Regions from separate parts of the Mus musculus genome. Here all the other regions are linked to region 3. Evidence: chromatin contacts called from public ChIA-PET, HiChIP or PLAC-seq and promoter capture Hi-C data. All regions are on one chromosome and are shown on one strand. The core of a region is the stretch at or near the end of the contact, and the rest is flanking DNA. Distances in the headings are between cores, read along the strand shown. Region 1 holds the start of BC106179 (cDNA sequence BC106179). Region 2 holds the start of Sst (somatostatin). Region 3 holds the start of Rtp4 (receptor transporter protein 4). Region 4 has its middle 28 kb from the start of Rtp2. Region 5 holds the start of Rfc4 (replication factor C (activator 1) 4).

What was found. ChIA-PET counts read pairs in DNA pulled down with a chosen protein or histone mark. HiChIP or PLAC-seq counts read pairs in DNA pulled down with a chosen protein or histone mark. Capture Hi-C pulls out chosen DNA fragments and counts their contacts.
Region 1: an RNA polymerase II ChIA-PET map of memory CD8 T cells shows a contact between it and region 3, with 26 read pairs. The contact joins the promoter of BC106179 here to the promoter of Rtp4 in region 3. A contact is called at or near these places in 1 of 115 datasets of contacts at active chromatin or transcription factors (memory CD8 T cells) and 1 of 9 other capture datasets (liver).
Region 2: a contact with region 3 is called in a promoter capture Hi-C map of pancreatic islet, with 4 times the contacts expected there. The contact joins the promoter of Sst here to the promoter of Rtp4 in region 3. A contact is called at or near these places in 21 of 39 promoter capture datasets (the 3T3-L1 cell line, 3T3-L1-derived adipocytes, the C10 cell line and 13 more), 1 of 15 datasets of contacts at CTCF or cohesin (CD8 T cells), 8 of 484 Hi-C or Micro-C datasets (the C10 cell line, the N1E-115 cell line, bone marrow-derived macrophages and 3 more), 16 of 115 datasets of contacts at active chromatin or transcription factors (the SCID.adh cell line, SST interneurons, astrocytes and 12 more) and 4 of 9 other capture datasets (adipose tissue, liver, macrophages and 1 more).
Region 4: a contact with region 3 is called in an H3K4me3 HiChIP or PLAC-seq map of bone marrow-derived macrophages, with 3 times the contacts expected there. The contact joins the enhancer-like site here to the promoter of Rtp4 in region 3. A contact is called at or near these places in 2 of 39 promoter capture datasets (both in liver), 1 of 484 Hi-C or Micro-C datasets (nephron progenitors), 1 of 115 datasets of contacts at active chromatin or transcription factors (bone marrow-derived macrophages) and 2 of 9 other capture datasets (adipose tissue and macrophages).
Region 5: a promoter capture Hi-C map of adipose tissue shows a contact between it and region 3. The contact joins the promoter of Rfc4 here to the promoter of Rtp4 in region 3. A contact is called at or near these places in 1 of 39 promoter capture datasets (the 3T3-L1 cell line), 1 of 484 Hi-C or Micro-C datasets (pro-B cells) and 2 of 9 other capture datasets (adipose tissue and pancreatic islet).

The regions. Positions count from the first base shown.
Region 1 is chr16:23,224,086-23,226,785 of GRCm38.p6, forward strand. It overlaps BC106179 (cDNA sequence BC106179), which reads right to left and starts at 1,399. Exons shown (of 3, transcript NR_152126.1): 1 at 1,383-1,399; 2 at 1-359. It overlaps St6gal1 (beta galactoside alpha 2,6 sialyltransferase 1), which reads left to right and starts at 655. Exons shown (of 8, transcript NM_145933.4): 1 at 655-1,144.
Region 2 is chr16:23,889,420-23,892,119 of GRCm38.p6, forward strand. Sst (somatostatin) reads right to left here and starts at 1,425. Exons shown (of 2, transcript NM_009215.1): 1 at 1,188-1,425; 2 at 162-522. The coding sequence starts at 1,325. The coding sequence ends at 310.
Region 3 is chr16:23,608,625-23,611,324 of GRCm38.p6, forward strand. Rtp4 (receptor transporter protein 4) reads left to right here and starts at 1,295. Exons shown (of 2, transcript NM_023386.5): 1 at 1,295-1,525. The coding sequence starts at 1,365.
Region 4 is chr16:23,957,576-23,960,275 of GRCm38.p6, forward strand. No RefSeq gene overlaps it. Among named protein-coding and RNA genes, the nearest start is that of Rtp2, 28 kb to the left of the region's middle. Within about 2 kb of position 1,291, at least 3 of the 459 cell types and tissues checked have an H3K27ac peak or open chromatin away from gene starts, as enhancers often do. A contact at or near this core is called in bone marrow-derived macrophages, where this site is marked.
Region 5 is chr16:23,126,412-23,129,186 of GRCm38.p6, forward strand. It overlaps Rfc4 (replication factor C (activator 1) 4), which reads right to left and starts at 1,319. Exons shown (of 11, transcript NM_145480.1): 1 at 1,274-1,319; 2 at 989-1,130. The coding sequence starts at 1,119.

The sequences.
Region 1 (2,700 bases), core at 149-2,648, 380 kb before region 3:
CTTGGAGCTCTATTTGATTCCTCTCCCAGCTCAGAGGTGGATATTTGGGATGTGATTACTGCCTCAGAGTAGTCAAATCTCTTCTCTAGGATAGAAAGGACCGAAGGAGCGGCCAGATGGTGGCTTCCAGTTCTCTTACAGAGGAAAGTTTTCAGTCTTTCGGAAGTGGTCTGTGGGTAATCAGAGATGGTCAGACTGCCAGACTGCTTCTTCAACAAGATGTTTCCTCCTGACTTCTCCAGCAGCCGTATCCTAAGCCCAGTGGAAGGAAGGTGCCCGGCTGTCTTTACCTTTGTAACCGGGTCCTGCCTGCCTGCGTACCTACTGTGAGAGTTCCAGGTCGCAGGACTCCAGAACATCTAAAAAAAAAAAAAAAAAAGTTTGACAAGGCTGTGTACAGGATACACTTAATGTTGGGGGATTTTTGTTAAACTCTAAATACTACAGTCTAAGATGTATGTGTCCTACATAAAAATTTGAGTTTTCACAGGGGTTAAATGACTTGTTTGATCAGGATCACCCTGTGCAGAGCCAGGACAAGCACTCTGGTAAGAACGTTTTCGCCAGATAACACTGAATCCAATCCATCGGGACACGCAGGGGGTGGGGGTGGAGGCAGCATTTGGGCTTCCTTGCCTGCCGCATTGCTCCGCCCCAAAGGCTTGCTCTTTGTGGACAGACTGCAAGATTCCCTGCATTACGGGGAGCCCTAAGCAGGCACCTTTAACCTTGAGCCTGCTCGCTAGCGACCTCCAGAGGGCCAGGATGGTTTGGGACCGGTGTGATAGAGCACTTTTCTAGTTTTAACGACTCTATTTGCATAACGGAGACCAAGCGTCCTCCCGCCGGTCTGCCGTGCTTTTCTTCCCTCCTTCCCGGTCCTCTGTACCCTCATCTGTGCTCCCTCTCTGCTTCCCAGAAGATCCGTTCTCAAGGGGACTCACTCGGAGCTTGAGTCCCGGGCTCTTCTCCCTCGGCCCGGCAAGATCCAGAGGCACCTGGGGGAGTGGAGTTGAGCGCCAGCCTGGGTTGGGGAGCCGCCCTGGCACTGCCCGACCCTAACAAAGGGAATCGGACTGCGCGCCGTGCGAGCGCTCGGTGGGCTCAGCGACCGCAGCCGCCTTCCCGATTGAGAGAGCTGCAAGTGAGTAGGGGCGAGGCGGGCGGCACGGGTCTGAAGAAGGAGTGCAGGGGTGCGCTGAGAGGCAGCCCTAGCTGCGGGAGTAGGAGCCGCCGCCCCGGGCTGGGGATGTCTGTCGCGGGTCCAGGGGAGGGACCGCCTTGGCCTCCCCTCCCTAATCCCCCACCCCCACCCCCACCCCCCGGCACGCCAGCCTGCGCACCCATAACAAACCCACGTGTGCGGGGACGCAGGAACCTACACTGCAGCGTCTGTATTGTGTAAGGCGTTGACTCGCGGAGTGAGGGTCTCTTTAGATCTTGCCCACTTTGGTAACAGAGCAGGAAAACAAGCCCGGTGGAAGGAGAGGGGGAGCGCAGGCACCACAACAAACGCACGTGTGCCCCGGCTGAACCTCTTTTGGTCAGGTTATTGTTCCAGCCAAACCAACGGGTGCGGCGCTTGGAGGCCACCTACTACTGCTGGAGAGGTGGGGACCTTTCGCAGCGGTGCTCTGTGAAGGGACGGACTAAACCTGTTGATTTTTAAAGGAAAAAGAAAATACAAACAAGAAAGAGCCGACAAAAAGCCCCCACCCCACCCACACGTATGCTTCACCCATTGGCACGGGTTTGGAGGTGAAACCTACAAGCCCTCATCTCTTCTTCGAGATTTTCTTAAGAGTCGTGGGCTGAACTAAGGATCTGTAGGGTACCCTTCTAAAATAGACCCTGCCCGACACACCATTGTCCCCGTGCACTGGCGACTGCCCCTGTTGGGGAATCTCGAGCGCCTCCCTAGCTTGCTGAAAGAATAGTTCATTTTAACAAAATCCACCAGTGAGGTCTTGGGTTTTGCTTGCTCTTCGCCTGGGAGCTCCCTGTGGCTAGACATTTCAGGTGTCACTGGCCCTGGCCACACAAGGCCAACGGGGGCCCCTCGTCTAGACGGGGACGTATCGGAGGCTCGCAGAGGTAGGTCCACTGTTTGCTGTGCTTTCCCCTTAACTTTCACTCTGCTCACGCAGCCGGATTTTTAGCGTATTGAGGTCTGGGCTTGTCAGCTCTGAGGAAAAGTTGAGGACAGGAAGGGGGCGGTGAACGGATCCTAGGCGACCTGTGCAGGAGTGACAGCATTTTACCAATCTGATGCTGCACCTCGAGTAGTCCCTGTGGAGACTAACCTGTCTCTGAAGACAACTGGACAGCCTTCAACCGTGTACCTTTGTTATTGAAAAAATCCAGGCGACAGCTAGGGAACCTTTTTAATTTTACAGGCAGGAAGCTGAGGTCTGAGAGTTCAGCCCCTTGGGTCTTCCAACTGCTCGGCCTTCATCCAGAGGATTCTGCGGTCGGCTTAAAAGGCAGTAGCCTCAGGCAGGGCGGAGTGAAACAAAGAAAATAATTCAAATTGGAAACTGCGCCCTTCCATTATACCTTTCTAGAGTTCTCTGTTTTAGTGGAGAAGAGGGACTTAGCATTTCCCCCACTTCTCAGCCTGTCCCGCTTCATAACTTTGCTCTGCTCTCCTGGCTGCCCTCTTGTTCTCAAATTGAACTAGGGCCAACTGGAGAGGCTTAG
Region 2 (2,700 bases), core at 175-2,674, 280 kb after region 3:
ATTTTTAAAGTCTAACTTTTATTACCGCAGGGAATTTTCAATACACCTTTGTGTATGTGGGTATGTACACCTAAAATATGTTTACGGAAACCACAACCCATGCTCATCATGTATTTCTGAACAAAACAATTTACTCAATAAGAAGTCAAACGCTTGCTCTTCATAATCTCACCATAATTTTATTTTGTATTTACAGTCTTCAATTTCTAATGCAGGGTCAAGTTGAGCATCGGGGGCCAGGAGTTAAGGAAGAGATATGGGGTTTGGGGGAGAGGGATCAGAGGTCTGGCTAGGACAACAATATTAAAGCTAACAGGATGTGAATGTCTTCCAGAAGAAGTTCTTGCAGCCAGCTTTGCGTTCCCGGGGTGCCATTGCTGGGTTCGAGTTGGCAGACCTCTGCAGCTCCAGCCTCATCTCGTCCTGCTCAGCTGCCTGGGGCAAATCCTCGGGCTCCAGGGCATCATTCTCTGTCTGGTTGGGCTCGGACAGCAGCTCTGCCAAGAAGTACTTGGCCAGTTCCTGGATAGGGCAGTGAGAAGAACAAAAGGGAGGAATGGGAGAGGGGGGAAAATGTGGTTTGAAAGTAAGATTTAATCACTCAAAACCCAGTTTTCACAATCATATGGGTGATTGCTGTATGTATTCATTAGATTATGCAGGAGAAAAAAAGCTTCCCCAAACGCAAGTCTTTCAGAAAGTGCTCTGCCTTAAAACACAGAGAAATCACAGATGATTAAGAAGTCGTTTATAACTACATAGAATGCCAATAGTTTGCGCAGCTCCATTTTCCTGTGATGAGATATGAAGTGGAGCTGAGTTCTTGCCAGATTTTTTGAAAGGTAAAAGCAAACCTTCCCATAAACTGAAGAGCCTCTTGCCCCAGAATCGTTTTGTGAACAAACATTGCGTTTCAGCACCGGGGTCAGCAACCCTCTTGCCAGCACCAGGGATAGAGCCCAGTCTCTCCTACCTGCTTTCTGAATTTTCTTGAAAGCCAGGGAGGAACTTACCTGCAAGGTGACCACCTGCGCTGATCAATTCTGAAAAGAGTAAGAGGGGACCCTAACTTCAAAAGTTTCCCTGGGAGCTTAGGGGCTGAGCGACTCTGAGAAGCGCCCGCTAAACACCTGTCGCAGGGGCTGCAGCAGGAAGGCTGGGGGATTCGTAAGGGGGACAGTCCTTACCTGTTTCCCGGTGGCAGCCGCCAGAGACTTCTGCAGAAACTGACGGAGTCTGGGGTCCGAGGGCGCGCCGGTGACACCGCCCAAAGCCAGGACGATGCAGAGCGCAGCCAGGGCGCACTGGAGACGGCAGGACAGCATCTTCCTTGCCTCAGGCAGCCAAGCTGGAGCGCGGTGGGTCAGTCTAGTCGCAGGTCCTCAGGCAGCAGCGACGGCTTCGGTAGCGTCTCCTTCAGCCGCTATGGAGCTCTCCACGGTCTCCCCTTTTTAAACTCTCTCTCTGACGTCAGCCAAGGAGGCGCCCCCAGATCTCACCAGTGCTTTTACGCACCATTAGCCTCGCAAAATCAATCACAGAAGTGAGGGGAGGCGACACGATCTAAAGTGGTTTATTTTTTTAAAAAAAAGAAAAAGAAAGCCTGCACCCACGCAGGCACATGAAATTCTCCATGCCACAGAGACCAAACAATCTTACCTTCACTCAGTGCTGACATGCCGCTCCCATATTTCAGCCACATAGGAGCACACTTAATTACACAGAGATCACTCAGTCCTTGGTTAGCAATACATCATCACACTCAGTTGGGTACCTGTCAATGTACCCAGATTACTGGACTTGCATTCACCTTTAACTTTTTGTATGGCGAGTGAGACTTAGAGCGATCTGTCTAGGAAACAATCTCAGAATGAATTTGCAATTAAGAGGACTGAACTATATTCTCTCCCTCCATCTCTTAAAGCCTTGTAGGAAAAAAGGGATGAAATTGAGCTGTAAAGGAACCTCACTTTGTCCAAGCGGCCTATCTTTATATTTTAACAAAAGAAAACCACTGGAGAGACAGATAGACAGACAGACAGACACACACACACACACACAGGAGGGAGGGGGAGAAAGAAAGCCTACATTTGGCACCTGGAAACAGCCCTGGGAATCAGTCTCAGAAATCATCTAACAAGCCTCAGAACTTGAACCAAGAAAGCTTAAGGGACTGGCAGATCATTTCTCTGTACAGTTGGAAGAGCAGAGGCATCTAGACTCTAAGGCCAGGGTTCTTGTGCACTGCTGTGTGTGTTCTGACAGATTCCTGAGCGGCTAGGTTAGGAATCTCCAGGATGGGCACACATTAAGGCAGTGTGTAGCCATTGTATATCTATGTGAGTAACGAATCAACAGACTGTCTAGGCCTCTCTTCTACTGCAGAGGGAGTTTAAGGAAGTCTATTAGTTCATCAAATTGAGTGTTTGCATCTGGTTGCCAGCTAAGGCTGCCGCTTTCAAAGTAACTGCTCATTAAGGAAATGCCAGCTCCATTCCTGGCATAGAACAGGTAATCTCCACAGGCAATTCAAGGACTAACATCTTAGGGTAGTCAGAGAAGCCAACAGTAGAGGTTTTTTTAAATGCACAGCTTCAGAAGTCAGGTGACGCAGAGGGTTTGCACAATGCTGATGTCTACCACGCACTATGAATTAGGTGCATTCTGACACCATTCTCAACACTTGCACCTAAAAAACGA
Region 3 (2,700 bases), core at 45-2,544:
TCTCCCTAGCTCTGGCACCCTGTGCCACCCCATAACAAGTGTCCTTGGCTTCTCTCCAGGCAGTGAGGTGGATGCAGACACAGCAGGTGTTGAAATCATAGAGACCCAGGTTCGAATTTGACCTCTGCTTACTTGCCTGTAACTTTGCTACAAGGTTTGCCAGCTCTTGATGTGTGGGCTCACTTGTAAGATACCAGAGTTAGAAAGAATTTCAGTGTGACAAGAAAAGAGACTAGGACTCACATTTTAGTGTCTGAACAAGGCAAACTTACTCCTGGTCAAGAGGGTTTTCTCAGGAGTGGGAACACACCAGGACAGGAAGCCTCCATGTGGTTGGAGATGGTGTCTTTCTTCCTATTGGTTGGGGTCTGACATCACAGTTTAAAGATTAGCTAGTGTAAACCAAAGAGGCTGGTCGGAGCGCCCCCCCCCCACATATGTAGGAGAGGGCTACCATGTCTGATTTCAGTGGGAGAGGATATATCTAATCCTGCAGAGACTTGATGCACCAAGGTGGGTGGGGGAAACAGAGGTTCCTTCTCAGAAGGGGAGGGAGAATGTGGGAGGAACTCTGGGACGGGAGGAAGACCGGGAGGGGGGCAGAATTTGGGATGTAATAAAATAAATAAATTAATTAATTAAAAAAAAAGGAATAGCTGGTGTGAAAAGAACCTTTGGGAAGGAAGAAAGGAAGTCAGAATGGGGTCAGCCACTTAACTCTCTTAAGGGTCCCAGAATGTAGCAGGGCCTTTGCATAAAAGGTTTTACTAGGTGGGAAGATGTTAATATATTTGCATCCAAGGTGCAGGAGATGAAAGGAGTTGAATTATTTGCTGCAAACACAAAAAAAATACAAGTTTTTCAGTGTCTCAAAGAAAATACTCATATTTATTTTGTTGTGCTGTTTTAACACCAGGAACATTTGCAGTGCGGATTTTTTTCAGGGTCACTAGGTGATTAGGAACACAACCTCTTACAGTTCTGAGATCTCCGGGCCACCAGCATCTACTGGGGCAGGCGCCTTTTCTCAGTCACTAAGCACTCCTTTATTTCAATCCCCACACTGGTGCGTTGTTTACAGTAAAAATTATAAGAAAACAAAATGAAAAGCTTCCCACACAGGAGCCGCTAGAATGCAAACCAGAACTCCGCAGTTTCAGCACGGCCCTTTAACACAGTGGCAGCGGCGATTTGCTGCCCTAAGGTTTCTGTGCACCTTGGAAACCGAAACTTAAAGACAGACCGGGAAATGGAAACTGAAAGAACCGGGAAACTGAAACTGTTCTTTGTTTCCTCTCTCCCAGATTTGAGGAAGACAGTGAGCTGCTGAGTAACCCGGGGCCTCAGCTTCCACACCTCTGAGAATGCTGTTCCCCGATGACTTCAGTACTTGGGAGCAGACATTTCAAGAACTGATGCAGGAGGAGAAGCCCGGGGCCAAGTGGAGCCTGCATTTGGATAAGAACATTGTACCAGATGGTGCAGCCCTGGGATGGAGGCAGCACCAGCAGACAGTGCTTGGCAGGTGAGTGGAGTCTGGGCAGCTGGTCCCCTTAAAGACCCCACTACGTGCAGAGGCTTAACTGTGCTGATGCAGCCTCTAATACTTGTTAGAAAGAACAGGTGTGGCTAACTAGATTTTCCCAGTCTTTTGTGATCACTAGGCTAAGATGGTTAGGGTCGCTTGTACTCCATGTCCCCATGCTGGTTTTCTTTCTTTCTTTCTTTCTTTCTTTCTTTCTTTCTTTCTTTCTTTCTTTCTTTCTTTCTTTCTTTCTTTCTTTCTTTCTTTCTTTCTTTCTTTCTTTCTTTCTTTCTTTCTTTCTCTCTATCTCTCTCTCTCTCTTTCTTTCCTTCCCCCTTCCCCCCCCCCTCTCTCTCTCTCTCTCTCTTTCTTTTTCTGAGACAGGTTTCTCTGTGTGGCCCTGCCTGTCCTGAAACTCACTCTGTGGACCAGGCTGTCGAACTCAGAGATCCACCAGCCTCTGCCTCCTGAGGACTGAGAGTAAAGGCGTGCTCCATCTTGTTTAACTTAAAAACTGCTTGCCCTGCCAGGTCTCCTTACAAAAGCATTTCAGGAGTCCTTGAAGAATGACTCCAAGTTCCTACAAAGTCTTCCCTCCTGCTCTCTGTTGCTGGATCCCCAGCCAAAAAAAGACGTGGCATTGTATCCAGCTGCTCAGCCCTCTTATCAAGAGAAAACATAATAAAACTCTTAAAATGGAAAAATGGATTTATCTACAATTTGGGGATGCCACTGTTCATAGTCTGTCTCTGCCTCCCATCTAACAGTGTTATAATTCATGGAAAGGATGAGACAAGATCTGCATGTTATCAGAAATGTTGGCATACTTGACTGTAATTGCAGATGATACCAGGGAAAGCAGGTTCCTTCTTTGGGTCCTTAATCTCCTCGCTAAAAGGATTTTAGAATGGGGACTCAGATGGAAGTTTGAGGGCAGTTTATTAGAGTTTAAAAGAAAAGCCCCAGAGTGGGCAATACCCTAGGATTTCAGTTTCTGTGGAGCTGTGTGGTGCTAGACAGCCACACAGCAGAGACAGGACGAGTAGAGAAGGCGGGTGTCATGGAGGAAAACATGCTTAGAGCAGAGGTTACGCTTTTTCTGAGCGTTTGGTTTCAGACTCAGGGATGTGGGACTGAGGTGCGCGAAAACAGACCTGGCCTCCAGGTTCTCCCAG
Region 4 (2,700 bases), core at 41-2,540, 350 kb after region 3:
TACCAGACCACACCAAAATGTCCTGAAGCTCTCTCTATGTTCAGGATTGAAAGCTTGCGATAACATCATCTGCACAGAAAGGAGCTGAGCACGGTCACAGCAAGGACCACTTCTTGACACCACTATTCTGTAGTAGCTACTTTTCTCCTTGCTGTGACCCAATCTTCAACAAAAGGAAAGATAAAGAGAGGTAAGTTTATTTCAGGTCACAGTTCAAGGGAGTATAAACTGTCAAGGTGGTGAAGGCATGGTGGCTGGAGAATAAGGTATCGAACCATATTGTATCCCGCTAGGATATAAAGATATATGAGAGCTGGTTGCCCAGTTGACTTTCTCCTTGTGTGTGTGTGTGTGAGAGAGAGAGAGAGAGATGCTCCTAGGGACTGAACCCAGGCCTTCAGCATCAGACCACAGTTCATGGAATGGTGTCATTACATTTAGGGTAGGTATTCCCACCTCTGTTAAACAAATCTAGAAATTTCCTCGCAAACATGCCCAGAGGTTTGTCTCTTAGGTGAGTCTAAACACTGTCACATCGAAGTAAATATTGATTAGTACAAGATCATTGAGACCCACAGGCATTACCCAACGTGACTGTTGTGCCCTTGGATTTTCATTATGGTTTTCCCTTAGCCTTAAATTTTTCTTCTATATAATAGTTCTGCACATTTGTTGGATATATGAGTGCTTTTGCCATTAAAGGCTTTTAATAATCAAATCTACAAGTCCCCTATCTTGTGTATCATGTCTTTACAGTAAAATTATGCAACATACTTTCTTTTACCTAATTTTTGAAATAGTTGATACAATATTGTTAATAATAGTTATTGTTGTGGGCACTAGAACACCACACATCATTCTCTTTTTTTGAAAAGCAGTCTCATGAAATGGTTCCAACACATTTAGGGCAGATCTCCCACCTCAATTAACCAAAAGTCCCCCATAAACATGCTCGGGGTCTGTGAGACTAGATCTTGTCACATTGTGCCTGTTGGGCCCGCTTGCCTAACAGCGTGAGCTCCGGGTTCTGTAGAAGCCATTCAACTGCACACAGTAGGCCCCTCCTTTGTATACCACGTTTTCGTTATCCATTCATGCGTTGGTAGATACTAGGTCGTTTCTACTTCTTCCTTTCTGTGATTTGTGCTGCACTGGGTACGGGGTGCTAGGCTACCATTGTGTTCCCTCTGGATGAGTATCTCTAGCCATCAGAATGTCAGATCATCCGCTAACTTGTGTTTCTAATTTTTGAGGAACTTTCGTACTGCTTTCCATAATGGCATTACTAATTTACATTACCAAGAATAGTGTGTAGAGTTCCCCTTTCTCCTAGTACTTGCCCCTTTGGTAACAACTGTTCTAGTAAAGTAAAAGCTCACTGTGATGCTAATTGCATTTCCCTGATGAGTGACAGAACTGAGAGCTTCTTTCATATTTCCCTTGACCATTTAAATGTCTGGATAAATGTCCATTCATGTTTATAAAATTTTTAGAAATATATTCATTTGTTTTATTTATATAAGTACTCTGTAGCTATCTTCAGACAAACCAGAAGAGGGCAACAGATCCCATTACAGATAGCTCTGTGCCATCATGTGGTTGCTGGAAATTGAACTCAGGACCTCTGGAAGAGCAGTCAGTGCTCTTAACTGCTGAGCCATCTCTCTCCAGCCCATTTATACCATTTTTATATCACCATCACCACCACCACCACTGTCACCATCATCCATGCAGTAGCAGCAGCAGCAGCAGCAGCAGCAGCAGCATATCTGTGTTTGCAGGCACATAGGCCACAGTGTGCCTGTAACGATCAGAGCACAGCTCTGTGGACTGGGTTCTCTCCCTTCATCTTTAAATTAATTCCTGGGATGAAACTCAGGTCGCCAGGCTCGTGTGGCAAATGCCTTCACTCACTGAGCTGTCTCACCAGCTCCTGCATCGATTTTGACTCTAATTGTTTCTCACTACTGAGCAGCTTGAACCTCATATATAATCCAGGCACTAACCCTTTGCGGAAGCTTTTTGGTTAGTGTGGTATAAAGAGGTTGGTTACACATGTACACGAGAGTGTGCACGTGCACATGTACACATGAGAAAAAGAGAGAGACAAAGACGATGTTTTCATAAGCCAGAAGAGAATCAAAGATGGTCAGACAGCCATCAGAGGCTATAAGTGAAGCTTGGAACAGACTCTCACACAACTCAGGAGAATCCACCCTGCTGGCATCTGGTCTCAGAAAGCCAGCCTCCAGGACTTGCACGAAGCCCTTCAGATTGTCTTACTTTGATACAGCAGCCTGGACAAACTTCAGAGATGGTGACATTGAGCAAGATAGCTCTTTCCAAACAGATGAGGCCATTCCATGGAGAAGCCCGGGGCTCTTGAAACCTTCAGGATACTGATCTCTGGCTTAACTGCTCAGCAAAGCTGGCCACCACATAGTGAGTGTCCTGAGAGAGTGATGTGTCATTCCACCTATGTCCTTCTCAAGGCCCCAGGATTCCTACGATCATCATTTATTGGCAATCATTTTAATGCCTTTTGGTATTTTTTTCTACATTGTTCATGTTATAGTTTTCAAACTTAACTGAAAATGTTCTGAGGGCCTGGTTCATACTCTGGAATTAAGTGATCTCTCTGATCAAAGTTCTTGCAGTGACACTTGATGTGATGTCTTCCTGTTCTTGGTTTGGTTTTCT
Region 5 (2,775 bases), core at 69-2,568, 480 kb before region 3:
ATATATATATATATATATATATATATATATACATATACATATATATATATACACACACATACATACACACACATGCATACATATACACACATAGATAGATAGATAGGTAGGTAGGTAGGTAGTTTTGGAGTGGTAAGATGGCTCAGCAGGCAAAGGCACTTACTGCCAAGTCTGATGATCCAAGTTTGACACACGGAATACACAGGGCAGCTAAGAACTTACTCCACCTGGGAGTCGAAGCATGCTTGTGATGGCATGCATCCTCCTTCCTCAACGATAAATTTTAAACATGTGAAAACTATAGATCTATGGGCCGGAGTATAGAACAGTGGTAGAGTGCTTGCCTAGATTAAGGTTAGCGAGATTCCCAACAGGTAAGTGCGAGCTTTCAAAGCCCGATGATCTGAATGGGACCACCACTTGCTTTGCTGCGGGGACGGCTATGGGATGAGTTGGGGGCAGGAAGAGGGGTGATATAGATGAAGTACTCATATTTGAACTTCTCAATAATATTGAAACAGCAAAATAACACACACGAGGACCTTGTTTGACTTGTAAATAACCTGAAGATCCTTAGTGATCAAAGAGGTTCCACGTAGCTGACGGTTCTAGTATCATCTAGCAAATGACAATGTAGTGGTACTTAACATCAACAACAAGATCCCAACAAATTTCACCATATACATACAAGGATAAAAGTCAGATTTCAGTGGAAGTGTTTATAGCCAGCTCACAGAAACATTGCTTTCTTCGTTTCTGTAGGGCTCTAAAACTGTACACTTTATAAACATCTTAGGTCATCTATATAACTAAAGAATTAAATTCAACTACTGTATCACTCCAAGGACTAAGACTTATTATTGGGTGATACCGCGTCCCCCTACCCCTCAAAGGTGTGATCTAAATATAGCAAAGTCCCCCTTACATTAAAAAAAAAACCCCACTAGCACTTATTAGTTATTTCAACAAAAGTACAAGCAGTTCTTACTATTTTTCCACCCAAGGAACTGGTTTGACTTTCTTGGTTTCTCCACTGCTTCCTGCAGTGGCAGGTGTCCCCCGGTCCTTGGTCAGTTGTGCTTTGGCACTGACAGATGTGCCTTTCAGAAATGCCTGCATGGCTTCTTCTCCTGGGTATAAGACAAAAAGAAACCATTATGGGGCAGCTCCCCTTGAAAGGACCCCTAACTTTGTGCCTAGAGGGAAGGCGGAGGTCACATCCCGGTCCCCGCCAGCCTGTAAAAGGCTGAGAACACTCAGACCCATCACTTACAGTCGTCACCGTCCCCCTGGCACCGCGGTTCCCGCCACAGAACGGCGGCGAAAGGCATGGCGGGAGCGCGCCACGCAATAACGTCACTTCCGGCGCGCGGGTGCCAGTGACGCGCTCCCTTTTTGGCTAGCGGTGGCTAAGCTCGGCTTCTGGGTGCATCTGGGGCGTTCCGCGGAGGTGATCCTGTGTAGACTCCGCGGCCAGACCTCGGCCCAGCAGACACTGCAGAGCGCGGTCGGGGAGGAGCCGACCTAAGGAGAAAGCTTTGCTCGAAGGACCGGGCCTAGGGCGGGCCCACGCTGGGAGAGGCTTTCATTAAGCCAGTGGCTTCTTGGGTTTGCTGCCATCGTCCGTCAGCCCGGAGGTCAGGGCCAAGACGTGCTCACTTGACCCTTCGCCGGAAGGGGACACTGTGCGAACTACTGCCCTGCCCCCGATATTCAAGGACACAGAGCAAACTGCTTTTTAGAAGTGAAGCTAGAGAGAAGGCTCAGCGGTTTAAGAGCATTCACTGCTTTTGTGGAGGACTTCGGTTTGATACTTGGGGTTTTGATAGCCATCTGGTGGCTCACAACTGGAACTCCAGTTCAGGGGTCCAACGTTCCCTTCAGGGCTGCAGACCCTGAATACGTGTGCTGCACGTACTTGCACGCAAGCGGAATACTTAAACACACACAGCCCGGGACAGATGTCTTACAGTCAGTAAAATCAGCTTATTGTAGGGAGGGAGGACCATCTTCTATGGGCATTTTGTAATTCCCGAGACCCACTCAAAAACCTCGTGATCGGGCAGGAGATAAACTCATCAGTTAAAAGGACTTGCTGCTTTCCCAGAGGACTGGAGTTTGCGTTCCAGCATCTTGGGGGGGGGGGGGGGTGGACCAAGCGAAAAAGAAAGAATTTGAAAGCTTTGTAGTATATACCAACTGTCAGCAGACAGCTTGTCCTGTGAAGGATTTACTAGTCCAAATGAATCTTTCAGTTCTTAGCCAGCCTCTGCCCTTAGATGTCCTCATGTTAGCATAATAAGTTCCTAGTGTAGCTTTGGTAGCAGAGGTGGTTGTCACACGAGTCCAACAGCGACGACTGCTCCAGTAACTGCATTGCTGGGAGCTGAACTTGCCAGCCACAGGAGTGAAAGATAGTCACCCTTCCTGGATAGAACCCCTGAGCCCTCAGGGGGTTCAACTAACCTTTGCCCTACAGTGGATGAAATGTCATTGTTTCCACCAGAAGTAGAATTTGTCTAATTGTGCTCATTTTCTAGAACCAAAATTCTAAAAGGCTGCATTTCATCAGAAGCCTGTGCAGGGTTTGGCAGAAGTACACTTTCAGTCCCAAAACAGACCTACAAGGTCAGAATCTCTGGTGTCTGGGACTATGTATTTATAAGGTCTGTGGTTAGTGGACATAATGTTTCTGCTTCCTCCAAACCTCAGATGGAAAACCTCAATGTAATCAATCCCCGGTGTTGTCCTCAGTAATTCCAGGGTTAATGCTAT